Linked DNA regions of Cricetulus griseus: region 2 is linked to region 1. A link is a contact called in public Hi-C data. All regions are on one chromosome and are shown on one strand. The core of a region is the stretch at or near the end of the contact, and the rest is flanking DNA. Distances in the headings are between cores, read along the strand shown. Region 1 overlaps Septin9 (septin-9). Region 2 overlaps Septin9 (septin-9).

What was found. A called contact is a pair of places that touch in the nucleus more often than the background predicts.
Region 2: a contact with region 1 is called in a Hi-C map of the CHO-K1 cell line, with 8 times the contacts expected there. The contact joins two enhancer-like sites. A contact is called at or near these places in 6 of 8 Hi-C or Micro-C datasets (the CHO-K1 cell line, the CHO-S cell line, fibroblasts and 1 more).

Annotation. Positions count from the first base shown.
Region 1 is chr7:129,799,959-129,805,411 of CriGri-PICRH-1.0, forward strand. The region is part of intron 1 of Septin9 (septin-9); the gene reads left to right. Among named protein-coding and RNA genes, the nearest start is that of Septin9, 10 kb to the left of the region's middle. Within about 2 kb of position 1,728, at least 2 of the 6 cell types and tissues checked have open chromatin away from gene starts, as enhancers often do.
Region 2 is chr7:129,910,460-129,916,328 of CriGri-PICRH-1.0, forward strand. It overlaps Septin9 (septin-9), which reads left to right. Exons shown (of 12, transcript XM_027425556.2): 4 at 2,953-3,144; 5 at 4,704-4,832; 6 at 5,087-5,168; 7 at 5,535-5,672. Among named protein-coding and RNA genes, the nearest start is that of Septin9, 120 kb to the left of the region's middle. Within about 2 kb of position 2,257, at least 1 of the 6 cell types and tissues checked has open chromatin away from gene starts, as enhancers often do.

The DNA.
Region 1 (5,453 bases), core at 478-2,977:
CAGCTGCAGGGATCCTTTTGTCCAGCAGGGGGCGGTGCAAGCTCTTAAAAGCCCAGTATACCTGGGCACCATTAGCTTGGATCTCCAGAAGGGGGATGTGAGCTGCTGCTGTGGTGGAGGCCGCTGCTGCTGCTGCTCTCAGGGAGCAGCAAGGTGAACTCCAGGGAACAGAGGTCATCCGATTTCCTCTTCTAACTGGATGGTACCTGCGGGGAATAAAGGGGGAATGCCTACAGGTTCTTACTGCATTTTATTTTCTTTTCCTAGGTTTTGTTTGATGTGTTTCAATCTCTCAATTGTTTTTCAATCACTTTGTTTTGTGTGTTTGTGTGCACAAGTGTGTGGAGGTCGACATTGTCTTCTCCTATCCTTTCCACCTTTGTTTTTAAAAAATACTTCTGTGTGTGTGTGCGTGTGTGCGTGTGTGTGTGTGTGTGTGTGTGTGTGCGCGCGCGTGCTCGTGCGCGCGCGCACGCGCGCGCGCGCATGGGTGAAGACAACTTTTGGGAGTCAGTGCTCTCTCTATGTGGGCCCTGGGTGATTACACGCCTGTGCAGCCAAATCTAGCTTTTACATGGTGCCAGAAACTAAACCCAGGTCCTCATGCCTCTGAAAGGGCTTTCTTTACCAAGTGAGTCATCTCCCCGGCCACATTTTTCTAACTTTCTGAGAAATATTTCAAACATAGAAGAAAGATGGAGCAGGGCAGTGGTGGCGCACGCCTTTAATCCCAGCACTCGGGAGGCAGAGGCAGGTGGATCTCTTTGGGTTCCAGGCCAGCCTGGTCTATAGATCGAGTTCCAGGACAGGCTCCAAAGCCACAGAGAAACCCTGTCTCAAAACCATAAATAAATAAGTGTGATTACCCACACACCTCTTCCTGGACTCTATCATGAGTCCACCAACTGTCAGGCTCTCTCCAGACAAATATTATTGACTAATTCATTAATTTGTCTTTGAGACAGAGTCTTATGTAGCCAAAGCTACCCTCAAACTCATTATATAGCCAAGGCTGGCCTTGAGCTTCTGATCCTTCTGCCTCCATATCCTGAGGGCTGAGATTACAGGCATGTGCCACCAGACCTAGCTACCGAGACACAGTTTTAATAAGTTGCAGACATCAGTTCGCATGACCTTCACTCCCCTCTGCTCATGTTTCTTTAACCACAGTGATTCTCTTTCCACATTTTTGTGCCGCTCAGACGTTGGGCGTGCCGTCCTGAGAATTTTGATAGGTAAATGCACTGTGTGTCCTGCCTGCAGCCACAACACCGAACACTGGCATCGTCCCCGGGAGTCCCCCTGTCCCTTCCTTTGCAGTTAGTGGCTTTGTGTCCCCCAGGGAATTTCCCCACACTGCACTCCCTTATCTGATTTGAATGTTGGCAGAGTCATGCTTGCCACTGTGGGTCCCCATGGCTTGTTCCACCTTACAACTGGGTTGTGCTCCTCACCTGACCTTTCTGTGGCTTTTACATTTTCCTGTTTCCTCTGGTTGCTTCTGGTTGGGGCTCCATGATGAGTGTCTTATCCTGGACACTGCCTTCATTTGTCTTGTGGAAGCACCTAACCTGAGTGGCACTTAGAATCAGTGTCTGTTTAGTTCTGGAAGAAACCGCTAGACCCAAAGTGGCCATGTAACTTCAGTCCCGGCGGCAGTGTGCAGCGGTCTGATTGCTCTGCATTCAGGCCAACACTGGCTGCTGTCACTCTTAAATTTTAGTCATTCCGGTGGGCGGGTTGTGCTGTTTCACTCTGGCTTTAATTTTGCATCTGTCTGATGACTAATGTGGCCCAGCACATTTTCATGGCCTTCCTAGCTATTCATGTATTTTTCCTTTGTAAAATATCTTTCTGAAATCTGTTGCTCATTTTCAAATTGGATGGCTCAACTCTTCCTCATTACTTCTGGATATTGGTCTTTTGTCGGATGTGTGCTTTGCTAAGAGAGTTTACTCCAGTCTGTGGCTTGGCTATTGGTTTTGTTAATCGTGTTTTTTTTTTTTTCCCCCTTTGTGCTTTTCACTTTCTGTGTTCTGTAAGAATCGTCTTGCACTAAGTTGCGAAGATACAGTCAGTTTTCTTCTAGTATGTTTATCATTTTAGTTCTTCTGCCTCAGCTTTGTGTCTGGTGTAAGGTGGGATCAATGTTCGTGTTGTCGGTGTTGTTTTCTATGTCCTTGCAGTTGCTTGGCTTCTCCTGCTAACATTTCTTTCCCTGTTGTGTGGTTTGGGCACTTCCCTTGGAAATCATTTGAGGGCTGGGGATGTAGGAGGAGTTGGCACCACAGAAACCATACTTGGTGATGGACAACACCTGTCACCCCAGCGCTCAAGGGATAGAGGCACGAGATCTGTTCAAGAGCATCAGCTCCATGGTGAGTTTGAGGGCCACCTGGGCTGACTGAGCCTTGAAGAATAAGCAAGAAGGGCTGGAGAGATGGCTCAGCAGTCAGGCACTGGCTGCTCTTCCAGAGATCCTGACTTTGGTTCCCAGCACCCACATAGTGGCGCACAGTTGCCTATAACTCAAGTTCTAGGAGTTCTGACTCCCTCTCTGGACTCTGTAGCATTGCAAGTGATGCACATACAAACAGGCAGGTGCACACGTGTGTGTGTGCTCGTGCGCGTGTGTGTGAGCGTGCACGTGTGTGAGTTTGTGCACTCGAGTGTGCGTGTGTGAGTGTGTGAGTATGCGCACACGTGTGAAAGTGTGAGTGTGTTGTGCACACGTGTGTGTGAGTGTGTGAACGCACACAGGTAAATAGAATTTTTTTAATTTTTAAAAAGAAGGAAAAGGCCAGTTTGGTTGTATACACAGTGACCCCAGCACTTGAGAGGTAGAGCATGGCAGGCCTCTGTGAGTTCTAGGTCAGCCAGGGCTATAGTGTGAGACCTTGGCTCAAATAAATAAATCAAACCTTAAAAAGGGGTGGGGCAGATAGAGAGAGTTGGGAGCAGGTGTCTGAGAAGGTGAAGATGCTTGCCACCAACCCTGGCGCCCTGAGTTAGCCTCCCAGAAGCTACATGATAGAAGAACACTGACTCCCAGAATTGCCCACTGACCTCCACACGCGCACACACAAATGCAAACACGCGAAGTCCTCGTCGCTCTGCCGACAGCCTCCATAGCTGTGCTTCTCTCAGACTTTTCAGTCACCTCTTGTGAGTGTTTGATTTCTTCCTGAGGACTGTAGCTTTCGGCACTACTGTAGACTGAAGTGCCGTATATATTTGTAGAGCAGATAGACTGTTTCTCTTGGGACCCTCTCATAACATCAGGGTGCCCCTAACACAAGTGGGGGCGACAGCGTCCCCGAGCACCAGGCAGCCCCTCACTGTGGAGGACTCTGAGGCCCTGTAATTCATACCAGCTGTCATTTGTCTACAGGCGATATAGGCTTCCATGGGTTGGGGTTCAGTTCCTTAAGGCTGCCCTTCCTTGGATGTCACTCAGCAAGTCTGGTTTTCTGGAAATTTTGACTAATTTAATCAGCGTGTATTGAGGCACTGTCTTGGGGCTCAGTTCATTTGCTGAAGCTGCTCATACAACACGGGGAGCCCTTTACTTAAGGTTGCCAGTCTAGGAGGAAGATTGTTTTAGACTTATTTTTATTATATTTAAGTGTGTGCATGCGTGTGCATATGTGTGTGTGCATGAGCATGTGTGTGCGTGCATGTGTGCATGCGTGTGTATAAATGTGTATTGCATGAGCATGTGTGTGTGCATACGTGTGTGTGTGTGTGTGTGCATGAGCATGTGTGTGCATGCATGTGTGCATGCATGTGCATATGTGTGTGTGTGCATGAGCATGTGTGTGTGCATGTGTGCATGTGCATATGTGTGTGTGCATGAGCATGTGTGTGCATGCATGTGTGCATGTGTGTGCATACGTGTGTGTGTGCATGAGCATGTGTGTGTGCATGTGTGCATGTGCATATGTGTGTGTGCATGAGCATGTGTGTGCATGCATGTGTGCATGTGTGTGCATACGTGTGTGTGTGCATGAGCATGTGTGTGTGTGCGTGTGTGCATGCGTGTGTATGTGCATGAGCATATGTGTGTGCATGAGTGTGCATATGAGTGTGCATATGTGTGTATGTGCATGGTATGAATGTGTGCATGAGCATGTGTGTGTGCATGTGTGCATGAGTGTGCACACGTGTGTATGTGCATGAGCATGTGTGTGCATGCATGTGTGCACACGAGTGTGTATGGGTGTGTGTATGTGCTCCTGTGTATGTGTGCTTGTGTGTATACATGTGTGCACACGAGTGTGTGTGGCTGTGTGTATGTGTGCTTGTGTGTGTGTGCGCGCGCGCGTGTGTGTGTGTGTGTGTGTGTGTGTGTGTGTGTGTACATGTGTGCAAGTGCTCAGAGAGCACAGATTCTCTTGCAGTTAGAGTTATGGGTGGTTGTGAACTACCAGCCAAAACCAGGTTTGCAAGACTAGTATGGGCTGCACCATCTCTCCAGCCTCTCAGGAAGGCTCTTTTGAAGACTAGAAATGAACAGCCAGGCACTGGGTGAGGTTTGAAAGGGTTTGAAGCACAGAGCTGAGGTGCACCAAGCCACCTGAGCATGGATAGTGCTTTTCCAGTGTGTCCCTGAACTGAGTCCTTGTGATAATGACGGCTTGAGTGTCCACCTCCGGGGACAACAAACCCATTCAGTAGTCACCTTTTGCTGATTGCTGATAGCTTGCACAGCAGGTGTGGTTGCTCACACTCATGGTTCCAGCACCCAGGAGCCTGAGGTAGGAGGATCAACAAGAGTTTGATACACAGGAAGTTCATGGTCTTCCTGGACTTCAGAGAGAGATTGCATCTCTGAGAGATGACTCAGTGGCTAAGAATGCTGGTTGCTCTTACAGAGGACCTGGGCTAGGTTCCCTGCACCCACATGGTGATTCTTAATCATCTGTAATTCCAGCTCCAGGAGATCTGTTGCCCTCTTCTGACCACCATAGGCACCTGGCATGCATGCCCGTGATGCACAGATATTCATGAAGGCAAAACACTCACACATAAAATAAAAATGAATAAATAGAAAACAAAAATTTATGTCTTGAAAATAGAACAAATGGACAAACAACCCCCCACAAACACAGAACACACACACACACACACACACACACACACACACACACATCCCCTACACAGGCATCTCCCCCTCCCCACACACAGGCCCCATATTACTTGTGGTTAAGATCACTGATACAGACTGCTTCCTGGCCAGGCCCTGACTAAGCCACCAAGTCAGTAGAAGGAAGGAAGTAATGATGATAAGAGCAGAAATCAAGGAAATGGAAAAAGAGAAAAAACAAGGTCATTCTTTGTTTCTTTAGGACGATACAGAGCAGCAAACTTCAGCTAGGTTGCTGAGCTGGAGAGGGAGTCAGGATAGAGATGGCCGGTGTTAGCAACGCGGGTTATCCCGCTCAGTCCTATAG
Region 2 (5,869 bases), core at 1,007-3,506, 110 kb after region 1:
TTCCATAGCATTCATGTCCAGGTCTGAGGACAATTTAAGAGAGTCAGTTCTCTGCCGTGGGTCTCAGATATGGGACTTGGCTCATTAGGTTTGGTGGCAGGTGCTTTCACCCTTGCTGGTGTTTAGCTATTTCCTGAGTAGCTCCTTTCTGTTTCTTGCTGGGCTAGGAGTTGAGGGTGGCCCTGAGCAGGCCGCAGCCTTGGGTGGTTGAGGAGTGTCAGAGAACACTCTCCTGCCCTCTAGGCAGGCGAGGAGTACAGGACTCACTGTCAGTAAGCAGGTGAAGTTCCTGGAAGTTCCGGGAGGGCCACGTTCAGCAAAGGTCTTATCTTGTTCATCGGACCATCCAGTGTGTTTCAGAAAAGAATCAGTGTGTCATGCAGTGCCATTCCCCTCTGTAGAGTGGGAGTCCAGGCGGCCTCACACACTTGTCAGGAACACGTAGGTAATTCAAACTGAAATCAGCTAAAACAGATTCTTACAGCGCATCCCTCCTGAACTAGCTCAGTCTCCATTGCTCAGAGGTCACGTGGATGAACTATGCTGGTTCCTCAAAAATAAAAATAGAACAGCTCACATCCGAGTGTGTGTCCAGAACCGTTGAAAGCAAAGTCTGGCTGGGCATGATAATTTATGCCGGTAATCACAGTATTCAGGAGGCTGAAGCAGGGGCGTCAGTGGATTTGAAGCCAGACCAGACAGCATATAAGATAGGGTCTGAGGGGAAGAGGGAAGGGAGAAAGGAAGAGAGAGCTAGCCTAAGCTCCAAAGAGCGCCTGTGTACCCATGTTCACACCATAGCGTTCACACCAGCCAACCAGAAGCAATCCCTCACATGCCTATGGATAAAAGACTCACTGCTGAGCCTGGGGAGCACAGACTGCTCTTCCAGAGGACTGAGCTCAGCACCCCCATCTGGCATCTCACAGCTGGCTTCCTGTAATTCCAGCTCCAGAGGGGATCTGATGCCCTCCTTTGGCCTCTGTGGGCCACTGAACGAAGGCACACATACCCATACACAGACATACTTGTATGCGTATGATTAAAAATAAAAAAAAAACTTTAAAAATAAAATCATATGAATTGAGGTTTTTAAATGTGTTCATTAAAGGAATATTGTTGGCCTTTAAAAGGCACATTCTATAGCATGGATGAATCTTAAGGACATTATTCTGTATGAAATAGGCCAAAAGTCAGAGATCACCTACCCCTGCTTACCCAAGCATCTTAGAATGAAGGTTTCCAGAGGCCGGTCGGAGGCCGGTCAGGGCCTCCGGGAGTGGCCTTACCTGTGCCTCAGAAATGGCTAAGATGGTAAATTAAGTTTTACCACACATTGTTTTCAAGGCGGAAGTGGCCGTAACGCATTGTTGACATAGGTGATGATAGGGTGAGGTCAGCGAAGGCCTCTGGTCGCTCACATTCTTGGCGCGAAGGCGACCCTGGGTGGAGGGTCTACCTCCCAACCAGCCGGGCAGGTGGATGGGGAGTGTCCCAGTGGAAAGGGTCACAGGGGTGAGCAGAAGAGCTTCCAGCCCCCCAGGGAAGGCTGGGGCTTTTCTGTGTTCTTATTATTTCTCAAGCAGGGCCCCTGGAAGGCTGAATGTTTAGTTTGGTTTGAGTTTCTGCTGTGAGCCTTGATGTTTGTAGAAGGGCCACCTGGGGCTGAGGCAAACCTTCCTTGACTGGGGGTGATTAGAAAGTTGGGGGACAGCTCTTCCTCCTCTCGATGCTCAGCGGAGAGGTGGGGGGGGAGCAAAGTGGGTCTCAGACTCTCAGGCAGATGGAAGCAATTTTTAGTCACGTGGACGAGGCCTGAACCGCACGGCAAGGCTGGGCCCCTTGTCATTCTCCAGGAAGCGGCCCCAGGAGCCACAGGTTCTAGGGCCAGATGTTGCAGTTGCACTGTCTTTGTTTCCTGAAAGTTGCTGGAGACCCCGGGAAGTGTTTCTGAGTGAGGAGCTGACACTCCCGAAGCCTGGTGGAGAGGAATGTTGCCCTGACTCGGGCTGCGGATGCTTCTGATGGCACCCTGCCCTAGGACCTGCCTTTGTCATTGTTTGGGGACACACACGTGTGGAGCCTCTGGCAGCTCCTGGTGTGTTTACAAGTATTCTCTTGTTTGGTTGCTCCCCAGTGCCAGGAAGTAGAGGTGACTGTACCCCCATGGAGGCAGAGAAACAGGAAGGGACTGATCCAGCCAGCCCCTGGCAGTGGGGGTGGTCCGCATGCCTCCTTCCTGAAGCTGGCTTTGCAAACCTCTTCTTCCTTCTGTTCTACCACTCGATCCTAGGGGGGTGGGGCAGCGGGCCCGCAGAGAGGAAGTGCAGGTCCGGCTGGCCATGCCAGTAAAATGGAGAGAAATGCCTGCCGTAGCTCCAGAGTTGGTTGTGGATGTGGGGGAAAGAGTCAGCTTGAGTTTACCGTTTTTTCCCCAGAAGGGAAAGGACTGTTAAACCGAAGCCTACTGAAGGAAGCTGAGGTTTTCAAGTTTAACCCTTGGCTTATGTACAGACCTACTAAACAAACTGGCCTTTGCCTGAGGGTGAGGGGCACCTGGTGTCTGCCAGTCTGGGAAGACTGTTTTGCCTCAGGACTGCATGGGTCAAGTGCCTGGGAGTAGAGGCATTCCCAGTGAGGGTGTCTCAGATCTGGAAGAGGCAAATAGGGGTCCTATCACCCCTCCCCTGTGAACCTGTTGCACTGTGAAGGGCCCCGGGTCCCACAGCTACCTCAGGCTGTCTGAGCAGAGATGAAGGGCATGCATGAGGGGGAGCCCTGTGTGGCAAAGCGGCAGAGACAGCCCTGAGAGGCACGTGGCTGAGGGGTGTGGGCTTGTCGGATGGCACAATGCAGGGAACTTCAGTTCTGAGGTATTCCACAGAGTTCCTCCGGCAAGTTACTGAACTCTGCATGCTGTTCTAAAGCCTCTCTCCGTTTTTCCCTCCACAGGCTCCGAAGTGGCTCCCAGCTGTGTTGGCGACATGGCTGACAGCCCTAGAGATGCCATGCTCAAGCAAGCACCCGCGCCACGGAATGAGAAGGCCCCCGTGGACTTTGGCTACGTGGGGATCGACTCCATCCTGGAGCAGATGCGCAGGAAGGCCATGAAGCAGGGCTTTGAGTTCAACATCATGGTGGTTGGTGAGTGTTAGAGGCCCTCTGCTGGTTGGTGAGTGTTAGAGGCCCTCTGCTGGTTGGTGAGTGTTAGAGGCCCTCTGCTGGCCACACGCCCATCCTGCCACTCCAAGCCCGTGCAGGGAGCCAGCCTCTGCCCCAGCACTCAAGCAACTCTCAAAATGTCCTCCCCCTGTAAAGTGAGGGGACAGCTCTCACTTAATGTCACCTGGTAAGTGACAGATATGGGGGCATGTGCTGAGGCAAGGGACCACATCCACTAAGCCCTCTGTGACCAGCAACAGCGGCCTCCAGCTCCGAGTTCTGCTGAGTGACCCCTTGTTATTGCCCCAGGCTTGGCTGGAGGCTTCCTGGAGGCACAACTAAGTTGCTCACCCAGGAAGTGGGGTGTCGTAGCCACTTTCTTCCTCCTGTGGCGGCCGTGGAGAGCTAGAAGTCACCAGTGGTAGGCAGATAATGAGTGTGAGCTGGATGGGCTGTGTGCAGCAGGCACAGAAAACCCTTGACACCCCCCCCACACACACACACAAACACACACACACGAGGTCCTCTCTGAACCCTTGTGAAAGGGGATCTGCTTGGCTGGAAGAAACAAGCCAATTGTGTTTGTTTGTTTGTTTGTTTGTTTAGAGATAGGGTTTCTGTTATGGAGATTTTCTAGCTAGGCATGTCCCTCCACTCTTGAGCCCCAAAATGAACACTCAGAGATTTATATTAATTATAATACTATTGGCCAGTGGCGGCGAGGGCTCCTTATTGGCTAGCTCTGTCTTAATTATTAACCCATTCCTATTAATCTGTGTATTTCCACGTGGTCTTGGCTTCCCAGAGAATGCCTGGTGTGTCCTCACTTCCCAGGCTCACACTGCGACTCCTATCTGACTACATTTCCCAGAATTCTCCTATCCTTCCTGCCTGGCCACTAGCCACACAGTGTTTTATTCATCAACCATTAAGAGAAACATATACACAGAAGGACAACCCCATCAGGTTTCACTTTGTGACTAGGCTGGAACTCGATCTGTAGACCAGGCTGGCCTTGAACTCAGAGACCTTGCCTGCCTTTGCGTCCCAGGTGCTGGGATTAAGATGCACCACCATACCTGGTCTATGACCCAGTTTTTCACTCTGTTGATTCTCCAGGGTGGTATCTGGGCAAACGCTCCCATAGGGTGACGTCCTAAACCAAATAGAGTCAGGTGGCTTCCCCCACTGTCTGGGGAACTGTGTCTGTGTGTGTCTGCTCTGTCCAGATTCACAGATAGCCTCCACCTGTCTTTGGGGCTGTCATCCTCTGTAGCTATCTGGACCCGTTCCTCTAGAGTCTTAGTGTTCCTTCCTGCTTTGAGTAGCTTCTCTAAGGCCAGGAAGGAGCTCTGGCCAAGTCAAGCCAGGCCCCAAAGCCCCACATTGTGTGTTTAAACTCAACCCTGGATGTCTGCTTAGGAGGTGAAGCCCCAGGTGGGGCTATCTAAGGATGTTGTGAACCCAGTGGTCACAGTGTGGTTTAGCCATAAGCTGTGCTCTTGGAGAGCCTCCTGACCGGCCTCCCCTTCCCTCCCCAGGGCAGAGTGGCCTCGGGAAGTCCACCTTAATCAATACCCTCTTCAAGTCCAAAATCAGCCGGAAGTCAGTGCAGCCCATCTCGGAGGAACGCATCCCCAAGACGATCGAAATCAAGTCCATTACCCACGGTCAGTTCCATGGGACCCCCTTTTCCCAGAGTGTGGGGTCAAGGTCATGTACCCTCTGGCTACATGAGACTGTGAGTAGGCATGGTCTGCGCCCCACCAGGCCGAGGCACCACCCAAACTCCATTACTAGAGGTCGCTTTCTCCTTGGCATCACCCCAGCTGTCATCACAGCCGATCTTGGGACACCCCAGGCTGGTCAGGCAGTGTGAGGGCTTGGGTGACCCCTGTGACTTGGAGTGCTGTGGTTTGTGCAGATATCGAGGAAAAGGGGGTCCGGATGAAGCTGACAGTGATCGACACCCCAGGCTTTGGAGACCACATCAACAATGAAAACTGGTAGGTGACCTCAGAGGGCCTTCCTTCAGTGGGAAAGCCCTGCTGGGCTTGGGGCTCCGTTATACCCAGATAAGACTGCTCCAAACCCTGAAGACACACATTCGGGGGCTAACGTTTTAGATCAAAAGGGGGTCACCTGGGAGTCAAGCTCCCCCACCCCAGGACAAAGGTCAGCATGGGGAGTGTGAGCAGGAAGCTCTAAGGCTGGCGTTGCTTTGCGACAGCCAACCATTCCTGTGTGAAGTCAGAAGGCCGGGCGTCAGCTCTGGGAATTAGCCTGCCGTGGGGGCTTGGGGGCTTAGAGAGGGCACGCCTCCGGCATGGCGGGAGGGGTCCCGGGTGCTGGCTGACGGGATGTCCACGCAGCTGGCAGCCTATCATGAAGTTCATCAATGACCAGTACGAGAAGTACCTGCAGGAGGAGGTCAGCGTCAACAGGAAGAAGCGGATCCCTGACACGCGAGTCCACTGCTGCCTCTACTTCATCCCCGCCACCGGCCACTCGTACGTGCCGCGCACCGCCCTTTGTATTCATGGTGGGAGCCCCCATTTCCAACACTGGTGGGGTGCACGCAGGATTCCGTCTGCCCAGCTGCTGGGCATGGGGGGGGGGGCGTGCAGGGGCAAAGCGGGATCCGGCACGAGTCAGGGCTGTCAGCAGCTCCTACGTGGGTGTCTGTGTCCGTGGAGGGCCTCTGTGA